Regions from separate parts of the Mus musculus genome. Here all the other regions are linked to region 1. The links are chromatin contacts, called in public promoter capture Hi-C maps. All regions are on one chromosome and are shown on one strand. Each heading gives the region's core, a stretch centred on a gene start, on an enhancer-like site or on the middle of the called end of the contact. The rest is flanking DNA. Distances are from core to core; before and after follow the strand shown.

Region 1 (2,809 bases), core at 92-2,591:
GGGCAAATCTTTCCTTCTGAAGTGGTATAGGAAGGCGGTGTTGGCAATAACCTTGTGGAATAGGCAATTTTTGCTAAACTTTAGTTGGAAAGGGGCTTCCAAGCCTGCCAATTTTCCCCTCAAACTCCCTCTCATCTCCAAAATAGTTAAAGTAGGAACTAAGTTGTGCCACCTAGACAAGACCAAGCTTCGAGAGAAACTTCAGCACAGCCAGGCAGGTCCAATCTACAAGTGGGGGTCCTGACAGTCAAGACTGGATATGTCACTGTAGCCCACGATGATGGAGGTTCAGACACTATTCTCCACATGCTTTTACGTATGCTATTCTAGAAAAAAACACTGGTCCACTCTCAGCATCAAAGTACTTTTTATAATGTTGGGGATTACAATAAGGGCTCTAGGGTACTTACAAACCAGCTCCCAGAACCCCAATTTCATTCTAGAGTCTGTCCAGAATCAAATTCAATACCCTTTCCACATTTAGTAGACTCTGTTAAATTCTATTTGCATTCAAAGATCTGAGTGCTAAAGACTAATAATGTTCACCCTCCACTTTTACTTGCCAGTGCACTCCTTTTCACATAAATTTGCTGTCTCAGCAATGTCAATGATTGATAGTCTGTGCAGAAGGACAGCACAGTCCCGCCCCCTCTCGAGACCCACCTTCCCAGGGTCTTTTCAGCACCAAGCTAGAGGTTTGGAGGGTTCCAGTTTGTTGAGTGGAAGTGAGTCCAGGACAAATAAAGACACAAAGGACTCAGAAACGAGTAAAGATGTGCACTCGTGAATAACGCCTTACGGTATGTACATTAAGAGGGCAAAAGAAAAAAAAAAATCCTTAAAATCTCTCAAGTTCATTAGTAGGGTACGCCAGCTCTCAGCGGTTACCGGGCACTCTTGTTTTGTTGTTAGGAATAGGAACAAGAGCCGAAACAGGCTTTTCTAGGTTCAAAATCTTTACAACTAATCCCGAGCTCCGATGATGAAAGATGCACTTCGTAATAAAGGGCCTCTGGGCAGCGCAGCCGCAGTCCTTAGACTCTTTAACCAACCGGCTTTATCCGGGAAGGACTTCCGCAGGAAGCCGGGACATCCTCGGGGCCTTAGTCTGAAGCTGATGAACAAGCCCGGCGACGTTGCCACCACAAGGTTTAGGTACCGACCGATCGAGCCCGAACCTCCTCTCCGGGTCACCGATACCTACCAAGCCGCGAGGCTCCCGGACGCTGCTGGGTACAGGTAGGCCGGACAGTAATCCGGCCGGGCGGCGGTCTCGCGCTCCTGCTTCACAGCGACCGTGCAACCTACGCCGGGGATACGGTGCACCGTAGCTTCGCAAGCCGGCGATTCGCCACGCTAGGCCGGCACCGCCCCCCACGTGGGCTGCGCTGCGAATGGGCGAGACCATCTGCGGCGGCGCGGGAAGGGACGCCGCGGGGGACCGGGACAGAGCTGGCCTGGGGTTTGCAGGCCCTGGAGCTGGTCGCCGCGTTCCCAGGATCAGTCACTCCGCCGTAATGTGGGGAGGGTGAGAGCTCTACGATGTCGCCCTACTAGGCTGCTTCTTCAGGCTGCCTTCTCCCCCTGCTCCGGGACGCGGTGGTGGCGCCGCGACCCCGCCCTCGCGCGCGGGTCCTTCCCTGGGCTAGCACCCTTCTCAGGGTGCCAGACCCCGCCCCAGCGTCAGGCACCTTCGCTGCTGCGGTCCGTCGCTGCCGGGGTCCCAGCCTTCTAGGGCCGGGGCCTCCGGGGCCGCGGCAGGACGGGGAGAAGAACTATGGCGTCCTGCGTGGGGAGCAGGACTCTGAGCAAGGATGATGTGAACTACAGGATGCATTTCCGCATGATCAACGAGCAGCAAGTGGAGGACATCACCATAGACTTCTTCTACCGGCCGCACACCATCACCCTGCTCAGCTTCACCATCATCAGCCTCATGTACTTCGCCTTCACCAGGTAAGTCTGGCCTGGAGTCGCGCGGAGCGCCGGGGAGAGGAGGACAGAGACGACAGACCGAGAAGCAGTAGAGGGGAGGGTGGCCAGGTGTGGCTGGTGGTAAGGAAGTGAGTAGCTGTTCCACGCGTGCAAGCTCGGGGACACAAGGGCCACACAGCTCCTCTGCCTACCGCGTGGCTTACAGTCCTCTCCGCCTACTTTTCCACCTGCCACCCCTCATGTCCAAATCCCATCTTTCTCATTCACTACGTCGGACCACACCAGGAACTCATGCAGGTCACCTAGCTGGGTGATCCACACCCCTTGCTCTGTATCGTTCTCTGTCACTATCAGAAGGCTCTGATCTCTAACCACTCATCCGTGGTCTGTCTCCAGCAAATGGCATGAACCATTTCATGATTGAACCTCCTTCAACTCACACTACACACATAAAACACACACCATACACAGAAAAATCCTCTGGCATTCAGTATTACCAGGCACACACACAAATGTACATGTGAGGTGCACCACACTGTTTTTCCTTTTATATACATTTCCCAAAGTCATCTAATGTAACTCTTCTCCCAGTCTCAAACACCACCTCAATGCCACAGCATCAGCAGTCGCTGTTGACACACATCCCAGTGGATGCCTCCCATGAAGCACAAGCCAATACCCATCATTTCCAATGTACTGTACTCTATAGGCTACCGCTGACCACAAGGGGCACATCCTGCCCTCTCATGCATCTCTAAAATACTGGCTGAAAGGGGATAGTGGCAAGCAGTTGTGTATTATCTAGAGACTAGAGAATGCTAACCACACTAAACAAAACACATAAAATGCACACAACATAACATGGCTCTCTTAT
Region 2 (2,809 bases), core at 145-2,644, 2.8 Mb before region 1:
GCCTTTGATGTCATATTTGCAAAATTATGGTATTGTGGGTGCAGCAATGCGAAGGTAACTAAAACTATCCCTATCCCTGACATCATCTAAGCTTTCTTCACACAATGGTCCAAGGTTCACCTGTTTTGTAGTGTGTGCTAACACTTGTTCTTTTTCTGCCCTCCCCCCACCCCATCCTAGCTTCTGTTGTAGCACATCTTATTCATCCATCACCCAGTTAATGGGCATTTGGACTGCTTCTTCCTCCCGGCTATTGTGAATAGCACCTCTGAGAATAATACGAGTTTTCATCTGAATACCTATTTCCAATTTTGGCTAGAAAAATACAGGCTCTAATCTTTAATTCAAAGAAAGAAGTGGCCACCTATCTTAAAATCTCTAGCCATCTGACAATTTACTGAGAACCCCTGAGGTCCCTGAATGGCAAGCCCAGGAAATTACAATTTGAGACAAAAATCACTTTTGATTTCTTTGCACAGAGAAGTTGGACAACAGTAAAACTCAGACCTTTTTTAACACCTGTATTTAATTATTCCTTTCACATGTTCTATGAAGTAAAACATATGTTCTATGAAGTAAAACTGCTTGTGATAGGGAGGGAACCAGCAGGCAGGGATGGCATCATGGAGAAGGGCAATGTGGAGACAGTTTTGAACAAAGTGTAATGACATAAACATGTATATATACACACACATATAAACACACAAACATACCATAAGAACCATTACTTTGAATGCTAACTTACAAAATTAATTTTCAGGAGAGTGATGGCTCAGAGAGCAAAGGCACTCGCCAGCAAGCATGACATCTAATTTGGAGTTTCATTCCCCAGAAGCCAGGCCTTAACTGAATGTCTCAAAAGAAAAACAACCGCTATCTAAACCTCACCCTGTCCGCTCCCGCACTCATCACAACATCACAGTGGGTCTGGGGTTGTTTCTTTGCACTTGAATGGGTTGTTTTGGTCTCTTGTTCCTGTCACACCTCTTGAAACGCAAGTCTCTCCAGGCTTCTTGAATGGGTCAGCACCCAGCTGAGGACGCTGCCTCTCCTCTAGGCACTTTCCCTCAGTTTACAGCTCTCCCCCAGACACGCAAGCCCTTAAAGGCTCTTGACTAGGTCATTTTGGTGAAGTGTGGCGGTGTGCAACCAGGCTCCCCACTGGCGCACACCGGCGAGAGAAGGCTTGCAGCCTCCCTGAGTTTCTGGTGGTAGCTCCGCCCAAGCCCCATACCACCACGCCCACAGGCTATAGAGTGGGAGGGGATAAAGTGGGGCGTGACGTCACAGACACCGGTCTCCCATTGGGTCTTCGTGCGCCCCGGGGCCGAAGGGCGTGTCCACCAGCGCTCATTGGCTGGGGCGCGCAGGCCGGGAGGAGCCGACCGCGGGGCCGAGAGTGCGGCGGCGGCGGCGGCGGCGGCGGCAGCAGCAGCAGCAGCATGGGTCCTCGCCCGCGGCTTCGCTGAACCTCACTGGCCTGGGCTGCCCGCGGCGCCCGCAGCGGCGGCGTCATGAAGGGGGCCCTGGGGAGCCCTGTAGCCGCCGCGGGCGCCGCGATGCAGGAGACGTTCGGCTGCGTCGTGGCCAACCGCTTCCATCAGCTGCTGGACGACGAGTCGGACCCGTTCGACATCCTGCGGGAGGCCGAGCACCGGCGCCAGCAGCAGCTGCAGCGCAAGCGTCGCGATGAGGCGGCGGCGGCGGCCAGCGGGGCCGGGCACCGTGGCGGCAGGAGCCCGGCTGTGGCCTCAGGACACAGGCCTGGCGCAGGCGGCCGCAGGGAGTCGCAGAAGGAGCGCAAGAGCCTCGCGGCGTCCGGCGCACAGCAGCCAGACAGCCCTGGGGGCCCGCAGCCGCCAGGTACGCCGTGGGCACCGAGGTCACCCCTGCAGCCGCTAGCTCCAGTCGCGGGGACCGATCCCGGACGCGTGGGCGGATCAGAGCTGGGAGTCCTTATGGGCGCAGGACCCGGGGTCATCCTTTCAGGGGCCACCCTTGAAGATAATAATCCTCTCGGGGTCACGTTTCCAGGGATCACTCTAGGGAGCCACTTTTGAGGGATCATGACCCTCCAGGGCCATCCTCCTGGGTGGTCATTTTCCCTGGTCACCCTATCTCAGTGGAAGGGTCAGGGTTTCACTCTCGGTGGGCTCATCCCAGATGGGGGACAGTGAGCAGAGCCGTGAATCTTGGTGGACAGAGGGCCTTTGGTCATTCTCCCTGGGTCCCAATCCACGAGGGGTTGGGAATCACCCTCTCTCCGGGGCTGGGGGTCGTCCCTATCCATCCGTTACGGGTGGGCCGAGCTGGAGGTTCTTGATGGGCAAAAAGGCATAGTATGACTCTTCCGGGGTCACCCTCCTGACATTCCTGGTTTCGTGGAGGAGCTGGGACTGACAGCCTGAGAGTTGCGCAGCTGGGATTCTCACATCTGCAGCTGGCTGCATCCTTCATCTTCCCTCCCGGCCTCTGCGGGACTCAGCTCTGTAGGCGATGCACTGCTGAAACCTTCAGGGATCCCAGATTCTGGGCCTCGAAATCCTGGGAGGCCTGGGTACCCTTACGTGTGGGAGCCCCCGGAAGGCAGACTTGAGCCCAGGGTGAGTTGGGGTGGGCTTGAGGTTCCGGCTCCTCTGCGCCTTAGCTCTTTTCTCCATCCTCATATGGTAGCCTCTAGGTGTTAGCTGACATCGATTGCAGGTGGAACAAATAGTGTATGTGGGACTTGTTATTTGTGATTGATTGAATACTGTTTTTTCTAGAAGCGGCTTTAGCCTTTGCAAGCGGAATGCTCAAAGTTACCCTT
Region 3 (2,809 bases), core at 167-2,666, 2.6 Mb before region 1:
ATTATTCACAATACAGAACCAGTGTGGGTATCTGCCAGCAGATGCATGTACAAAAAAAACCCAAACAACCCAACAACAACAACCCCCCACATCACATACACACATAAACGCACACATACACACACACTGGGAAATGTAATCAGTTATGAAGAATGAGGTAATGTTTATGAACTGCAGGAAATGAGTGGAAATGGACATTATGCCAAGTCAAACAAGCCACAGACAGACAAATATAGTATTGTTTTCTCTCACATGCAGAACTAGGCTTAAGTTTATATGCACATATTTATGTAGAGTAGAAAGGGTGTTGTGAGGATGAGGTCTAGATGCATGAGGGAATGAGAGGGTAAAGGAATATTAAGAAGACAAAGATGACCAGTGTGGCTCTGGAGGAGGGAAGCAGCAAGAAGGGGTGACCACATATAATAACAGAATAGGCATGTATGAAAATATCACGAGACCCATTTCTCTTTATGCTGAGTAACTTATGCCAACAATATTAAAAATGTTTACAACGCAAAGATGCTTCAGTGTATTATAAACAAAAGGAATAGAAGGGCAGGCAGAAGTTTTTAATTTTTTCCTCACTCATCCTGTAAATGTGTGCTGAAAATAGATCTTAGTTTTACAAATGCCCAGTGTCTTCAGTTACAAAGCTCTTCTGGCGACTGAAGAAAAACGCAAAGCTGCACTTTTAATATACGTTACATTTTCCTATAATGGATTACTATTTGGGTTGTAAACACAGTTGCTGTCTGTGTTTTGATTTTTTGCGTTCTTACGCAACATTTTGACACAGGCATTTTTACCAGGTAAAATTATGGTAGTCCGATCCCAAGAGGGCGCAAAAGAGCGCATTAGGACAGAAATAGACCCCCGTGGGTCTCAGCAGCCCCAGAGGATGAAGGAGGGGCCACCCACCCACAGCTCACCCCCACTGCATCGGCCGCTGTTGCTCACTCGGGAAACTTACTCGGAGGACGCTCTTGGGGATTTTGGCCAGATCTTCGACATATTCTTTACAGACGTAACACAAGAAATGCTGAAAGGCAACCATGCAGAAGAGCACGTCAACAAGGTAGCAGCCAGGTTCCAGAAGGTCCGGGCGGTCGGTTCCAGGCGAGGTGCTGCACCCGCCGCGGCCCAGGATCTGGGCGGCCAACGAGAGGCACTTCCCCTCCCGCCCTACCCGTGCTCACCCTCACAAACACCACCACGGCTCGCCGCTCTCGGAACAGCGCTCCGAACGTCACCCGTCTCCCAGACGCGTCCAGCACGGGCAGCTCCGCTACGGCGGCCGCTAGCGGCTGCCCGCGCTCTGTGACCGAGCCAGCCGGGCTCGGGACCCGGCCTGCGCAGCCGCTGACCTGCCGCGTCACCGGCGCGGCCATCGCGGAGGAGGGCGACCGCTCAGGTCAGCCACCGACCGCGGGGGGCGGGGTTAAGGGGGAGGGGCGGGGCTGAGACTGGAAAGGCGGGGTCACGAGGGTGAGGAGGGGACTGGAGGCGGGGCCACGCGGGGCCGACCCTTCGGAGGCGTGGCCACAAGGGACGCTACGGAGCTACAGAAGGAAAACACTCCAAACCGTTCTTCCAGTTTGAATACCAAGGGAGGGGACAGTGCTATGGGAGGTGCGGCTGAGGCACTCCCTCTTTCTACTGCCTACAACACTTTCCAATAAAAATCATATTCTTTACAGTCGTAACACAGGAAATGCTGAAGAAGGACTGGAAAGATAGATCAGGGGTTAACAGCCCTGGCTTATCTGGTAGAGAACCAGGGGGTTCAGTTTCCAGCATCCACATAGCAGCTCACAACTCTAGTCTCAGGGTATCTGATACTCTGGCACCCACAGTAGGCACTGTTCAGAGTGCCTACTGCTCTGAAAGAGGACCCAAGTTAGATTCTCAGTTCCCACATCAAATGTTCATAACTGCCTGTAACTCTTGACACTTTCTTGGGGATTCTGCAGGCATCTGCACTCACACAGAAAGAGTGACAGAGGAATGGAGAGAGAGAGACAGAGGAGGAGTGGGTGGGGAGGAAGAAATTAAAAATAACAGTTCATTAAAATTTTTAGATTAATAGCTGAGGCTGTGGTGGTGCACGCTTTAATTCCAGCACTTGGGAGGCAGAAGCAGGCAGATGGCTGAATTCGAAGCCAGCCTGGTCTACAAGACAGGTCTAGGACAGCCAGGACTACACAGAGAAACCCTGTCTCAAAAAAAAAAAAAATAACAAATAAAACTTAAATTACATTTTATTTATTTTGTGTGTGTGTGTGTTGTCTCTTTGTGGGTATATACAAGTTCCTCTTGTGTGTGGAAGTCGAAGGACTTTTGGAAGTTGGCTCTCTGCTTCCATCGTGTGGATCCCAAATATTGAACTCATGGCAAGTGCATTTATCTACAGTGCCATCTCCCAGGCCCAGCACCTGGCATTTGTAATCACCGCCTTACATTTCCCATTCTGTATTCCCTTTTCCCAGAGAAGCCACTTCAGCTGGTTGTGGGTCTTTACCCGATACAGTGACCAAACTCATTTCCATTGTCTTTAAACATTCTATGGGACAGCCTGTTTTCCAGACACTTCCTTAGTCCCCTGTTCTCCTCAGTAATCAGGACCAGTCATTGTAGGCAGAGCAGTAAGTCCCTTCTATGCCTGTTTCTTCAAAGGAGACCACAGAAACAAATAAAGCACGCACAAAGAGTGCATACAAGAAAGAATTCCTAACACAGTTAAGGCTTCTATCCTGTAGGTGGGTTCTATTTGAGTCAACCTTTGATCTCGGTAACAAATTTTGCATTT
Region 4 (2,809 bases), core at 200-2,699, 2.5 Mb before region 1:
CTAGGCGTAGTGTGTGCCACAGGTATGGCAAAAACTTTCACTTATCTCATTCCCTGAGAAGAGGGTCCCACAGCCAGTCCATAGAGCCTGGCTAGTTTCATATTCTATTTAAAAGTTTCGTTTCTTTTGGGTTTGAGAAAGTCTCACACTGTAGCTCAGGCTGGCCTGGAACCTGAGGCAATCCTCCTGCAACTCCTAGTCTCTCTAGTATTGGGATTGTAGGGAGTGAGCAACCACCCCTGAAACACTTTTTAACAAACGCACACAAAAGTGGTAATTTCTTGGCATCCTTGCCTTCCCACGTTAGTGTAGGTTCTTCTCCCCTCTCTTCTGTCTTGATTTCTCCACAGCTTTACCATGTTAGCAGGTAACCTTGTCCATACTGGCTTCGTACTTGAGATTCTCTTCGTCTTGGCCTGCTGGATACAAGAGTTATAGTCAGAACAACTGTATCAGGTTTATCATCTACGTTCCTGATAGTAATCATCCTAAAGGGTGTAAGATATCTTATTGTGGTTTGATTTCATTTTTCCTAATTAGTAGGGGTGCTGGTCGTCATCTCATATACTTGTGGACACCTCTCTCTATTTTGAGATAAGGTCTCTTATTAAGCAGGATGCATCGCACTGTGTAGATTAATAAGACCCTGTCAAGTACTGGGACGGCAGATGTGATTTAGAGCAACCAACATAGGTGGTACAGGGAGTCGAACCAAAGGCTTTTGTTCACTCTAGGCAAGCACCTCACCAAAGGAGCTTTATCGTCAGTGCTAGTAAGCTTTTTAAAAAAGGTACTTGGATTCATGATGCCCTTTGGGGACCAAAGACCCAAGTGATTCTCCATGTGATGGTTTGTATATGCTTGGGCTAGGAAGTGGCACTATTAGCAGGTGTGGTCTTATTAGAGTAGGTGTATCACTGTGGAAGTGGGTTTTAATACTCTTGCTGTCTGGAAGCGAGTCTTCTCCGAGCAGCCTGCAGTTGAATATGCTCCTCCTGCAACATACCTGCCTGGATGCTCCATGCTCCCTCCTTTGATAACAAAGGATGAATTTTTGAACATGTAAGCCAGTCCCAATTAAATGCTGTCCTTATAAGAGTTACTTTGGTCATGGTGTCTGTTCACAGCAGTAAAATCCTAACTAAGACACTCCACGACTCAGCTCTGTGCTTGTCTGCAACAATGATTTGCGTCAGTTACAAAGAGGCCTAAATGTAGAGAGCGGCTGAGTGAGTGCCTGCCACCTGATACTCTTGCTGGTTTCTGGAAGTCTTCCACCAGATCCACCTCCCTACCAGAGGCTCCGCCTCTGGGCGAATGAACACACCCTTTACATGCGTAGCCCTGCCCCTCTCAGCCCCACGCACCAGCGTTTCTTGTCACGTGGTGCTATGGCCACGTCCTGGAGCGTTAGATTACGATAGAGTGACTGCCGAAGGCTGCGGAAAGGTGCTGCCTAGAGGGGATGCAGATTCCTGACTGAGCTCAGCACTGGTCTTTCCGGTCACGTGCTTTACGGAGCAGCTGCTAGACGCGTTATTGCTAGGCAACGCTTGCAGGAGCCTATGCTGGATCCCTGTAGAGTAGGATCTGGGCACCGCGGGCCGACATGGACCAGTATTGCATCCTCGGTCGCATCGGGGAGGGCGCCCACGGCATCGTCTTCAAAGCCAAGCACGTAGAGGTGAGACCATGCCGCACGTGCAGTCCGAGGGATGCCCACTGCGCTCCCTCTGCAGTCTTTCCGTGTAGAGATCTGCTAGCGCGCGCGGGCGCGCCTCAGAGGTCTCTTTAGGATACTTGGCGGGGTCCCATCTGTGGCGATCCCGCTTCCAGCGGCCGGACTGCGGGAGCGCGACCCCTGGCGGTCGGTTCAGATCTTCCCGACTTAGGGGCGGGTCTCTGTGGGGTGTCTCGCTCCTGGGGTGTTCTCTCCCTGCCCCTACCTTGCCAAAGGTCTCTGGCAGTGTCGGCACTCTTTCCTGCACAGACTGGCGAGATCGTTGCCCTCAAGAAGGTGGCCTTGCGGCGGCTGGAGGATGGTATTCCTAACCAGGCCCTCAGAGAAATCAAGGCTCTGCAGGAGATAGAGGACAGTCAATATGTGAGTGGGGCTGGGCTCAGGTGGTCATGCAGGGCTCGGGTGAACAAGACCGGTGGCAGGTTCCAAGACAGCAGCTTCTCGACCACTTTCATTCATTTCCATCCCTCTCTACTCACCAGTATACACTTTAAAGGAGTCCTTTCTAATCCCCATTCTGCCCCCTCCTGCTTACTCCTTATTTATGCTCCCAGATCCACTCTCACCTGAGTACTTAACCCTCCCATTCTCTCTCATTTACACACCCATTGCTCATATGTTTATGCATCCCCCCCCCTTTAACTATTGTGTGTGTTTCTTTTTGTTTTCTCCTTTCCTTCCTATACCTGCTCTCCCACCTTCCTTATGCTAGACAGGTGCTGGGCCATTAAATTATGCCCCTAACCATGCTGACTTCTCAGCAGTTTGCACCCGTTGAGCCCCTACTTTGTTCTGAAGGATATCTTAAAGACTTTCATGTGTGGTCACCCTCCGTTCACCCTGCTTTTCTCTCTTTCTTTCTTCCTTTCTTCCTTCCTTTCTCTTTCTCTCTCTTTCTCTCTCTCTCCCTCTTTCTTTCTTTCTTTCTTTCTTTCTTTCTTTCTTTCTTTCTTTCTTTCTTTCTTTCTTTCTTTCTTTCTTTCTTTCTTTCTTTCTTTCTTTCTCTTCAGGGTCTTTGTTAAGCACAGGGGAATGCTTGGCTTTTATCATCAGCTCATGGGTCTGCAG
Region 5 (2,809 bases), core at 126-2,625, 2.1 Mb after region 1:
TCTAAGCTCTGGGAACACCGTTCAGCAGAAACATCCCGCATTATCCTCTAACCACACAACTCACGAGCTGATCCAGGCCTCGGACAAGACAGTCTGCACAGGCAAATCATGGTCAGGGGGAAAAGTTTGAACCACACTGAAGAGAAGGGAGCGCTAAGAGGAAGTTACCGCCATCTACAGATTTCCTTACAGGGCTCCAGGGAGCCAGCCTGAGATTCCTGACTGAAAATTATGAACCAGAAAAACTGACATCAGCTATTGAGCTGCGTTAATGCTTCTAGCCGTGAAAACATGCTTTAACCATCAGCAGGGAACCATGATCGAGTCCTGCACTTCTCTAAAAAGGGGAAAGCAGCGAGGGTCCCTTCCATTTTTAGCTCACTTATAGTCTCTGGAGATGAGGCTTGGGCATCTGCTCAACACTCCATCACTTTCTCTCTACATGGCTAAACACGAAAAGATTCAAAAGCCAAGATGCACAACATTATCTGGTTTTCATTTTCGCTGTCATGAACTGCTTTCCCAAAGCACCTTGTTTTTTAAGAGTTAAATGATGCCCAGACCAAACTCAGAGAGGAGAGCCGGGGGCGTTCCGCGGACAGGGATGGGAGGCAGCTAGCGCGCCAAGGAAGCCTGAGGACTGCCTCTGCTGCGGGCAGCGGCGCCGGGAGAAAGCGCAGAGTTGGCCACGGGGCGCAGAGATGCTGAACCCACACGCCCTGCCCGTCCACCTGGAGCAAGCCCTGGCAACTTTATTTTGGGCAAAGCCTTCCAAGGAAACTTTTCCTCTGTCCACAGCTCTCGCCCTAGCCAGGCCGGCCTCGGGCAGGGCACAGGGGTGAGGAGCAGCCTGGGGCGGGACACGGTCGCCTGCGCGGTCCCCTCGGAGCCACGGGGAGGCCACTCACCAGCCCGAGCGCGAAGAAGACGGCGAGCAGGGCGAGGCAGGCGCCCATGACGATGAGCAGCAGGAAGACGATGAGAGGGTGCTGCTGGCTCATGCAGTAGTAGGACTCGTAGAGCCAGTCCCGGGACCGCTGCAGCCCCTCGCCGCCGCCCGCCGCCGCTGCTGCCGCCGCCTCGGCGCGGTCCCGCAGGTAGCGGCGCCGCCGCATCGCCTCCTGCCACATCGGGGCGGCTCGCGGGGCGCCCGCTGTGCGCGCCCTGCCCGGGCAGCGCCGCTCTGTGGTCACCTACCGCCTGCCGCCCCCGCGCTTCGCGACCCGCCGGCTGCCCGCCCGGAGCTGTGCTCAGGGGCCTCGGGCGCGGGCGGAGCTCGGAGCCCCGGGCTGGGCGCGCTGACGCGCGGGCGGGGGCCGGGGGCGGCCTCAGGGCAGCTCCCGGGCGCCGCCGCCGCCACCACCGCTCGCGAGGGCGGGAGCCACCCGGCCCCTCGGCCCGCCTCGCCCCACCCCGCGCGCAGCGCACCGGCCTCCGCGCAGGGGCGGCGCCGGCCCGCGCCCACCACCGCCCCCCGACGGCCAGGCTGGGCTCCAGAGAAAGCTTCAGACCGAGTCCTTGCCCTCCAGCCTGTCGCAGGCTGCACAGTGGGGCGCCTCCTCCTCTCGCTTTTGGACTCCAGCCAGGCAGATTGGGGCTTCAGCCTTGTTCTCCACTACAGCAGAGAACAGCCTGAGGGCTACTGTTGGGCTCCTGGAGTCTCCCACCTGACTGCCAGAGTCCCCACTGCCTCTCCATGATCTCACAAGGCAGCAGTGTAAAAGGCTGCCATGCTTTAATACCCCCCAGCCTGGAGAGGGGGTCCCATATCCCTGACCACCCCTCTTTAGTATGCCTACTTAGCAAAATGTGGCTTCTTTCTCACTTTCTCTATTGTAATTTGACTCCCAGTACAGAGCAGGAGTTAGGACCCTCCAGGACTTGTGGGAGTCCTTTTGAAAGAATGGCCCCCACGAACTCAATTACACAGTGACTGGAGACACCTGTGGTCCTCAGGCAGCGGGCCTCTCCTTTTCTCTGCCTTTGCTCTCCGCGCCTTAGAAGTACCCTATGGACCTCTGTGTTTGGCATCGCAGATCTCCCCAGAACCCTTTCAGTCAGACAGGGATGGCACAGAAGTTGGAGCAAGGAATGAGAATCATCCTCTGTGGGCAAGGTTGGCTTGGGAATCACTCATCCCATGCCGCTTGACACTCTCGGGGACCAAATGCACGAAGCATGACAGACCTAGCTAGATCCTCGTGGACAGGCTGGGCAGGCATTTCGTGGTTGTGACCTCAACCTTTGTTCTTTCTAGATGACAGGACTAACCACTGACCTTCAAAAGACTGCTTCTAGAAGGTTCCTATTTTCCTGTCCTTCCATCCAAAGAACCCACAAGCCATTTTTCTCCCCCAAATCATTTTCTAAGGAGTCCAAAACACAACACCGCCTCAAGAGCTATTCCACATTCTCTGTCAGCCCGGAACTGCCTTAGACCTTTGCATGTTCCCTGACAGCAGCCTGCCTACCTGAGTTGCAAGCCAGCCAGCATGAACAGGTAAGCTGAATAACTGTGTGACTCTCAAATGCTGGACCTAGGCCATGCACAGAGTCTCAGACCCAGGGATTTCCAGGGATTTTATTTTTGGACCCAGAGAGTGAAGACACAGCTGTGTTCTCAACCTCGATAGAGGGCAAGGATGGAGTTAATGGGAGAGTTGACTTGAAATCCAGGACATCCCAGCTTTCCTCACCCAGTCCTGGAGGAAATCACGATGGATCCCTAATAGTGAAACCAAGCTTGTCATGGAGCCTCCCTGCCCTGCTTGACCTCTGATAAACAAAACCTCACCCTTTACCAGACATT

The links. Promoter capture Hi-C pulls out the DNA fragments that hold promoters and counts their contacts. Capture Hi-C pulls out chosen DNA fragments and counts their contacts.
Region 2: a contact with region 1 is called in a promoter capture Hi-C map of pre-B cells. The contact joins the promoter of Habp4 here to the promoter of Mterf3 in region 1. A contact is called at or near these places in 4 of 39 promoter capture datasets (cranial neural crest, frontonasal cranial neural crest, pre-B cells and 1 more), 1 of 484 Hi-C or Micro-C datasets (CD4 T cells) and 1 of 9 other capture datasets (adipose tissue).
Region 3: a contact with region 1 is called in a promoter capture Hi-C map of adipose tissue, with 2.5 times the contacts expected there. The contact joins the promoter of Prxl2c here to the promoter of Mterf3 in region 1. A contact is called at or near these places in 3 of 39 promoter capture datasets (cranial neural crest, hippocampal neurons and pre-B cells) and 1 of 9 other capture datasets (adipose tissue).
Region 4: a promoter capture Hi-C map of second pharyngeal arch cranial neural crest shows a contact between it and region 1. The contact joins the promoter of 1700015C15Rik here to the promoter of Mterf3 in region 1. A contact is called at or near these places in 4 of 39 promoter capture datasets (cranial neural crest, hippocampal neurons, pre-B cells and 1 more) and 1 of 115 datasets of contacts at active chromatin or transcription factors (astrocytes).
Region 5: a contact with region 1 is called in a promoter capture Hi-C map of liver, with 2.9 times the contacts expected there. The contact joins the promoter of Adcy2 here to the promoter of Mterf3 in region 1. A contact is called at or near these places in 3 of 39 promoter capture datasets (cranial neural crest, frontonasal cranial neural crest and liver).

What each region holds. Positions count from the first base shown.
Region 1 is chr13:66,931,731-66,934,539 of GRCm38.p6, forward strand. It overlaps Mterf3 (mitochondrial transcription termination factor 3), which reads right to left and starts at 1,342. Exons shown (of 8, transcript NM_025547.4): 1 at 1,205-1,342. It overlaps Ptdss1 (phosphatidylserine synthase 1), which reads left to right and starts at 1,100. Exons shown (of 13, transcript NM_008959.3): 1 at 1,100-1,956. The coding sequence starts at 1,778.
Region 2 is chr13:64,160,472-64,163,280 of GRCm38.p6, forward strand. Habp4 (hyaluronic acid binding protein 4) reads left to right here and starts at 1,395. Exons shown (of 8, transcript NM_019986.3): 1 at 1,395-1,863. The coding sequence starts at 1,515.
Region 3 is chr13:64,311,294-64,314,102 of GRCm38.p6, forward strand. It overlaps Prxl2c (peroxiredoxin like 2C), which reads right to left and starts at 1,417. Exons shown (of 6, transcript NM_025370.3): 1 at 1,200-1,417; 2 at 974-1,042. The coding sequence starts at 1,391.
Region 4 is chr13:64,430,987-64,433,795 of GRCm38.p6, forward strand. It overlaps 1700015C15Rik (a long non-coding RNA gene), which reads right to left and starts at 1,450. Exons shown (of 3, transcript XR_873594.1): 1 at 1,368-1,450; 2 at 265-419. It overlaps Cdk20 (cyclin-dependent kinase 20), which reads left to right and starts at 1,567. Exons shown (of 8, transcript NM_053180.2): 1 at 1,567-1,684; 2 at 1,991-2,104. The coding sequence starts at 1,610.
Region 5 is chr13:68,998,166-69,000,974 of GRCm38.p6, forward strand. Adcy2 (adenylate cyclase 2) reads right to left here and starts at 1,376. Exons shown (of 25, transcript NM_153534.2): 1 at 909-1,376. The coding sequence starts at 1,130. Gm35161 (a long non-coding RNA gene) reads left to right here and starts at 1,380. Exons shown (of 5, transcript XR_873632.3): 1 at 1,380-2,500.